2 separate regions of the Mus musculus genome follow, and region 1 is linked to region 2. Evidence: chromatin contacts called from public promoter capture Hi-C data. All regions are on one chromosome and are shown on one strand. Each heading gives the region's core, a stretch centred on a gene start, on an enhancer-like site or on the middle of the called end of the contact. The rest is flanking DNA. Distances are from core to core; before and after follow the strand shown. Region 1 holds the start of Lmln (leishmanolysin-like (metallopeptidase M8 family)). Region 2 holds the start of Tnk2os (tyrosine kinase, non-receptor 2, opposite strand).

Region 1 (3,328 bases), core at 472-2,971, 390 kb before region 2:
TTTAAAACCAGTTCCACTTGAAGCCAAATGTGGTAATCCACCCCTATAATACCAAGACTTGGGAAATGAAGGCAAGTAGAGGCTACAGAGTGAGTTCCATGCCAGCCCGGGCCTCAGGAGACCCTGATTCAGAAAACAAAACGACTAAAGAATACTAGTTGAAGGCACTAGAGGAGAAAAGACACAGCTTGCAAGGTCTGCTTTTGAAATACAGGAACGGTGCCTCTGACTTGTAAGGCCCCCTTTTCCCAGGGGTTTTGTGCAGGAGGCAGAACACAGAGCATTACGGGCTTAATGAGAACACATGTTCAGACCTTACAGTAGCACAAGGTAACGGGGAGAAAGACTGCGAGGGGGAGGCTCACAGTGGCCACTACCTAATGAAAACTTAACAGTTACGAGACCCAGCAGAAGAATGTGATGTGTGCTGAGGGAAGAGAGCAGGGAGCAGAAACCACCTCTTCAGCCCTGAATTGAAGCAACTCCCTTAATGCGACTGTCATGTGCTCACTGGGCTTACAGGGAAATGAGCGTATAATAAGGTGTCGAGGAAGGCTAGCAATAACAGAAAGAACCAAACGAGGGGGAGGGGTGTGTGTGTGTGTGTGTGTTAAAAGAACACCAACAAAACAAAAAGCTCACTGGAGAGGATAAACGATGAGCAGAGCCAGAAGTGATATCATACTTCTACAACCCCAGCACTCTGGAAACTGAGGCAGAAGGATCTCAAATTCCAGGCCAGCCTGAGCTACACAGTAAGTTCAAGGCCAGTCTGAACACTGCAAGGCAAGGCTGAAAGCTACGCGTAGCACAGAAGAGAACCTGGTTCAATGCCAGAATACAGATAAGGCCTCCAGACGAAATGGGAAGAACGCTCTACTGGGGAGGTTTTGGTAGGCAGATCTGAGTGAACCGAGACTACAAGAATTTATAAAGACTGAGAGAGAGTTGAGGTGAAAGGAGGTGCAGACTTTACAGAGCAGAGGGGATGGGATAAAGGCAGCAAAGCCATAACTAACTAGAAAACGAATCCTGAACTTTGGTCTCCTGAGTTTTCTCAGTAGTAGCCTTCCTACCAACAGCTCTGTCTGGTTCTCCCTTCAACTGTTTCTCAAGTCTTCGGATAAGAGGTTCTCGGTGTGGTGCTTAAGTAAGCAGCATCAGTATCTAGGAATCCGAATTGTGGGGATGCATGCCAGAGCTCCTGAGTCAGAAAGTGGGGGGAGCGGGGCGGCAATCTGTTCTAACAAGCGCTTCGATTATTCTGATGCTCGTCCAAGTTTGTGGTACTACTGGCTAAGCGGAACGGGAGGGGACAAGTGCCTAACTCAGCTGCTCTGCAGGCAGCAGGGGCTGACGGCGGGTCCCGCGGGTCCGGCGGGTCCTGCGGGTCGGGCGAGGGCTTTCTCCTGCAGAGCACCTGCAGTCCGCCATCCGGGACGCCACACCCTCCACGTTACTCCAGCCACTCCCTCGCCCGGCCCGTTCGCGCCCCGCTTCGCCCTACCTCAGTGTCCGAAAGGACGTGATGGCGACACGGAGGCGAAGTGCCCAGGGAGACGGGAGCAGCTCCGGCACCGGCCGGGAGCCCGCCCAGCACAAGCAGGACGCCTCGCACCCACAGGCAGCCGCCCCAGCGGCCTCGCGGCCCTGGTCCCGGGCCGCCCGCTCCTCCAGACCCAGCGGCCGCCATCTTCGGGCCGGCGTCGTTACCATGGAGTGCGACGCCTCCTCGCCGCCGCCCGCCCTCGCCGCGGACAGGTGGCGGGCCGTAAGCCGCCTCGCCATTGGCCGGCATTACGCCGGGTCCGGCGGAGGACGAGGGCAGCGGCGACCGCGGCGACGCGCGGAGCTGGCCAATGAGCGCCGCGGGGCAGCCCACGTGAACTGAGCTGTGGGAACCCTGGGCTAGCGGGGATTAGTGCAAAGCGGTCGGGCGTGCGGAGCGGCGCATTCAGAAGCTGCTGCTGCCACTTCATTCCGTAGCAGCTAAGCGCTCGGCCCACAGCTGGTCCTGTGAACCAGACCCTTCAGTCCACTCCAGCACCATCACGTAACTACCAAAGCTATTTGGACAGCCAACTAGGGTTATGGTACATATGTGACAGCTTGTCTACCCACTACACAGGGAAAGTTAGAGAGCCCCGAGCTACAAGGTTGAAGTCTGCGCAAAGGTCACTTGCCATAGCATGTGTAAGTCATTCCTTATACCTTAAAGGAGTCTCAACCTTTCTCTGCTTACCGCAAATACTTAATTCCCAACATTGGCTCAACTTTGTAAACATAACTATTCAGCTTCCAAAGCCCATCCCGCCTCTTTTTTGTTGTTGTTACTGGGTTTCTCTGTGTATCCCTGGCTGTCCTGGAACTCACTCTTGTAGACCAGGTTGGTCTCGAACTCAGAAATTTGCCTGCCTCTGCCTCCCAATTGCTGGGATTAAAGGCGTGTCACCACTGCTGGGCTTCCTAACTACTTTAAAGATGGAATTCTAGAAATTGTTTAAAGCAGCACTTATTGTCCATTCAATTTCAGTTCTCAAAATTGCAAACCCCACCTCAGTTTATGGTGATTTGTCAAGATAGATCTGACACCCTCTTCTGTATCTAAAGACTACAGTGTACTTACATATAAATCTTTTAAAAAAAAAAAATCCCGCCGGGCGTGGCAGTGTACTTACATATAAATCTTTTAAAAAAAAAAATCCCGCCGGGCGTGGTGGCGCACGCCTTTAATCTCAGCACTCGGGAGGCTGAGGTAGGTGGATTTCTGAGTTCAAGGCCAGCCTGGTCTACAGAGTGAGTTCCAGGACAGCCAGGGCTATACAGAGAAACCCTGTCTCGAAGAAAAAAAAAAAAAAAATCCCAGCGGAGTACCTAAGACCCCTGTGCCGCTCCTTTCAGACACCTAACCTTTCCAGTGGTCACTGCTGACCACATAACTGACACACAAGTAGCTTTTGGGGAAAACAATTTAGATTATAATAAATCCAAGACTGACACCCCTAAAAAGTAGTTTCCAATATTAAGTACATAGGAATCTAGTGAGCTAACCTAGTTGCTCTTTATTACTCCTTTGGAGACCACTCACAACCCAGCAAGGAACACTTTTCCAAAAGTACAACTTGCAATGCCAACTTCGCTTTGAACTAACCAACCTTTCTGGGAACTGCCTTGTGCCCTCTGATGCAGTTTTCCCCGCAATAGTTGCAGTACCATCATCTTGGTGGAAAGGACTCAACCATTTTTTGGGGTGTGGGGGTACCTCACTATAGACCAGGCTGGCCTTTAACTCAAGAGATTTGACCACCACTGCCTGGCCATTTCTTTA
Region 2 (3,021 bases), core at 450-2,949:
AAGGCAAAGTTCCCAGTCTCTTTCTGGAGGTCGACCATAGCTCCAATGAACGAACTCCATGTTCGTTTCTGACCTGTCCCTTCAGTCACCCCCAAGAATCTAAACCCCAGAATAAAGCATTCCAAAGAGGCCCAGGCTAAAAACTCCAAAGATAACTCATGTCAAGGGCCAGCCATTCCTATGGGCACATCTTGCCAGTGAGCAGTAGAAAATCCAGAGATGACAGCACTAGGCAGTACCCTGGTAAACCCCTTTGCCACTTGTGGCGGGAAACTGGAGCAGGCAGGAGGAAGAGTGCGTCTGGGAGCCCAGACTGCAGGTAGCCCTCTGGCCTTCCCTCCCACCCAGCCACTCACCATCTTCATGGGTAGTGTGAGCACCACACCATACAAGCGAATGAGGTTTCGGTGGTCTAGTGAATGCATGGCATTGACCTCCCGGATGAAGTCGTCCATGGCCTCTGGCTGGCTCAGCACGTCAGGCTTCAGGCACTTGACGGCCACACTCACCTGCCCAGTGCAGGATTAGCAGGGCGTTAGACCTTCATGGTTCCCAACACTGAGCTAACTGCACCTTCCAACTCAGAGTAAAGCCCCTTGCGTCAGACCTGTTCATCTGAGTGCACAAGCATGCCATCAGTTTATATCCTACATCCTCTGCACTGCAAGAGGGTGGCAGCTGACTGACCTCTAAAGGTCACTAAATGTGGGCCTCTTCTTTCTGGGCAAATTCCCAAATTAGCAGTGACAATAAATTAAGAGATGAGCAATATAAAGACAGAACAATAATATAGTTGAACTATAATGCCATAATCTATGGATGCCCCCCACCTTGGAAAAAGGGGTGCTGAGTGGCCAGGGCTTGACAAATCCTGCTGGGTGCTAGCAATATTAATATACTGTCTGGGAAGTGCATCTGGCCCTATATATTTACAATAATCTGTATCCCCCCACACCCCATACGTGTATGTTTGTGTGTGGTTATCCACTAGGGAGTTTTAATTAAGAGAAAAAAGGCTATGACTTAAATATGTAAATCTAATTTCTATCTTAGTGATGAGACATAGCTCAGTGGCACAGCACTTGCTTCAAAGCTGATCCAAGACCATGAAGGAAGGAAAGGATAAAGGGACAGAAAATACTTTGTCACTGCAGGTTCAAAGCCACCCTGGTCTACCCAAGATGCTGTCTCACAACAAATCCCTGCAGGGGTTGGGGTGGCAGGAGGGGGCGCTGCAGCCCTGCCTCAGCCGGGCAGTGGGAGCTGCAGGCCTTTGCCTTTCATTTTTCCGTGTCCAATCTTTCATAGTAAGCAAACTATCTTTAGACTTGAAAAAAAGAAATCACTGTGCTCAGTTAAACCTGAACATGGCTCAAAAGGTGAGTACTTTCACAACTGTCCCTAGTCACTTGTCGCCTGACAGAAGGGGAGAGGTGCCCACCCCAGAGCTCACCGTCTTCCCTGCGGGGGCGTCCCATTCACCCCTGCGCACCACGCCAAAGGAGCCATCCCCCAGCTTCTCCAGCAGGCGTAGGTCTTTCTCCCCAATGAGGCAGGTGAGGCTCTGCAGGGTCCCCTCCCCTGGCAGGCTCCCTGGGGTGGGGGAGGGCTTCCGGAAGGTGCTCTGAGAGTGCTGGGAAGGGAACTCGGCCTCCAACCGCTTTCCACTGAACACCTGTTTGAAAGCAGCCAGAAGCCAGATGGAACCCAGGGCCCCAGAGGCACTCAGTCCCACCCTACTGGTAAGCCTCAGACAGCTCCTGGCTTTGCCAAGCTGCCAGGGGCAGCCTGTTAAAGGCACACACTTCTAGCGTACACCCTAACGGGGAACCCACAGCTGAAGCCTCAGGGTAGTCGTCAAAAACAGATGAAGATGCTGCTTGTGGATGAAGTTAACCCCAAAACGGTCTGTGAAGACAGAGATAGCCCAAAGCCCTCCAGGTACACCCCCAAGCCCCAGCCCTGGCAGCCCTGGCCTTCAGCTCCTCCCCATCTTACCCTTCCCTTCCTGAACCTCCTAAACGGCACAGCCTCTTGCCCCTAGCATACAAAGAGAGGGTAGGAGCCCGAGGGGCCCTCCAAACACCTCCCTGTCCATTTTTAGCCCTGGCCCCTTCTCTGGGTTAACCATTTGGCACTGTCTGTCTCTATCCTCCCTGGGGAGTCGGCTGCCCTTCATCCTGCCCAGGGGAGAAGATAATTTTAGTCTGAGGTTGACCCATGAGTATGTGTTATGTGTGTGTATGTAGTGCAAATGAAGCCAGTCTTTGCTGGAGAAGGGCCTGGAAAGACAGCTGGATTTCTGGAGGGGCGCCTAGAGCCAAGGGCTGAGAAGGAAGGAAGACTAGAGGGGTCTCCAAGGCCTGTTTTGGAGAAAGAAGGGCCAAAGGTCAAGAGACAGGAAGAGGGGGGCTATGAAGGAACTCACCTGGCCATGCAATCTGACTTGGCCCCTCCACTGGGCATCTAAAGCTCTAGTGCCAGGCTACAGACTCTTCTCGTTGCCCTCAGAGCTGGCCAACCTTACCCGTGTGTGCTGAGTGATAGGTTCTTTCTCCCCAGCTGGTGAAGTGAGCCAACTCAAGCCACATTAGAGTGGTCATGGGGAAAGTGGGGGTATGGGCGGAAAAGAGAAAGAAAGAGAGGGTGTGCACAGAGAGAAGAAAGGGGCGGGAGGGAGAGAAGGAGATAGACAGACAGACAGAAAGAGTCAGAGAGAGATGGAAATGTCTGGGTTACTAGGGAAGAGCCTCTGGGAGAAGGGCAGCCCCTGGGCTGGAAAGTTCTGAGTTGGGGGTGGGGGGTGGGGCGGGCAGAGTATGCCAGGTAGGGACTGAGGGATGCTGGGAGACCCTGGAGGCCAGGTCTGCTTTGGTATGTAAAATATGCCCCTCAGCCCCTTGTCCCGAAATCAAACACTAAGGGCAGCTCAAATCTGAGGACCTGTTTGGACTTTGTCCCCTCCTCCCAGTATTTTCCTAATATTTGCCAATAAGTTCAATTTACAAGATCTACTTTCGC

Evidence for each region. Promoter capture Hi-C pulls out the DNA fragments that hold promoters and counts their contacts.
Region 1: a contact with region 2 is called in a promoter capture Hi-C map of erythroid cells, with 5 times the contacts expected there. The contact joins the promoter of Lmln here to the promoter of Tnk2os in region 2. A contact is called at or near these places in 1 of 39 promoter capture datasets (erythroid cells), 5 of 115 datasets of contacts at active chromatin or transcription factors (effector CD8 T cells, embryonic stem cells, extraembryonic endoderm stem cells and 1 more) and 1 of 9 other capture datasets (liver).

What each region holds. Positions count from the first base shown.
Region 1 is chr16:33,060,914-33,064,241 of GRCm38.p6, reverse strand. It overlaps Lmln (leishmanolysin-like (metallopeptidase M8 family)), which reads right to left and starts at 1,721. Exons shown (of 17, transcript NM_172823.2): 1 at 1,508-1,721. The coding sequence starts at 1,693.
Region 2 is chr16:32,666,875-32,669,895 of GRCm38.p6, reverse strand. Tnk2os (tyrosine kinase, non-receptor 2, opposite strand) reads left to right here and starts at 1,699. Exons shown (of 3, transcript NR_033493.1): 1 at 1,699-1,941. It overlaps Tnk2 (tyrosine kinase, non-receptor, 2), which reads right to left. Exons shown (of 16, transcript NM_016788.3): 4 at 1,454-1,675; 5 at 357-509.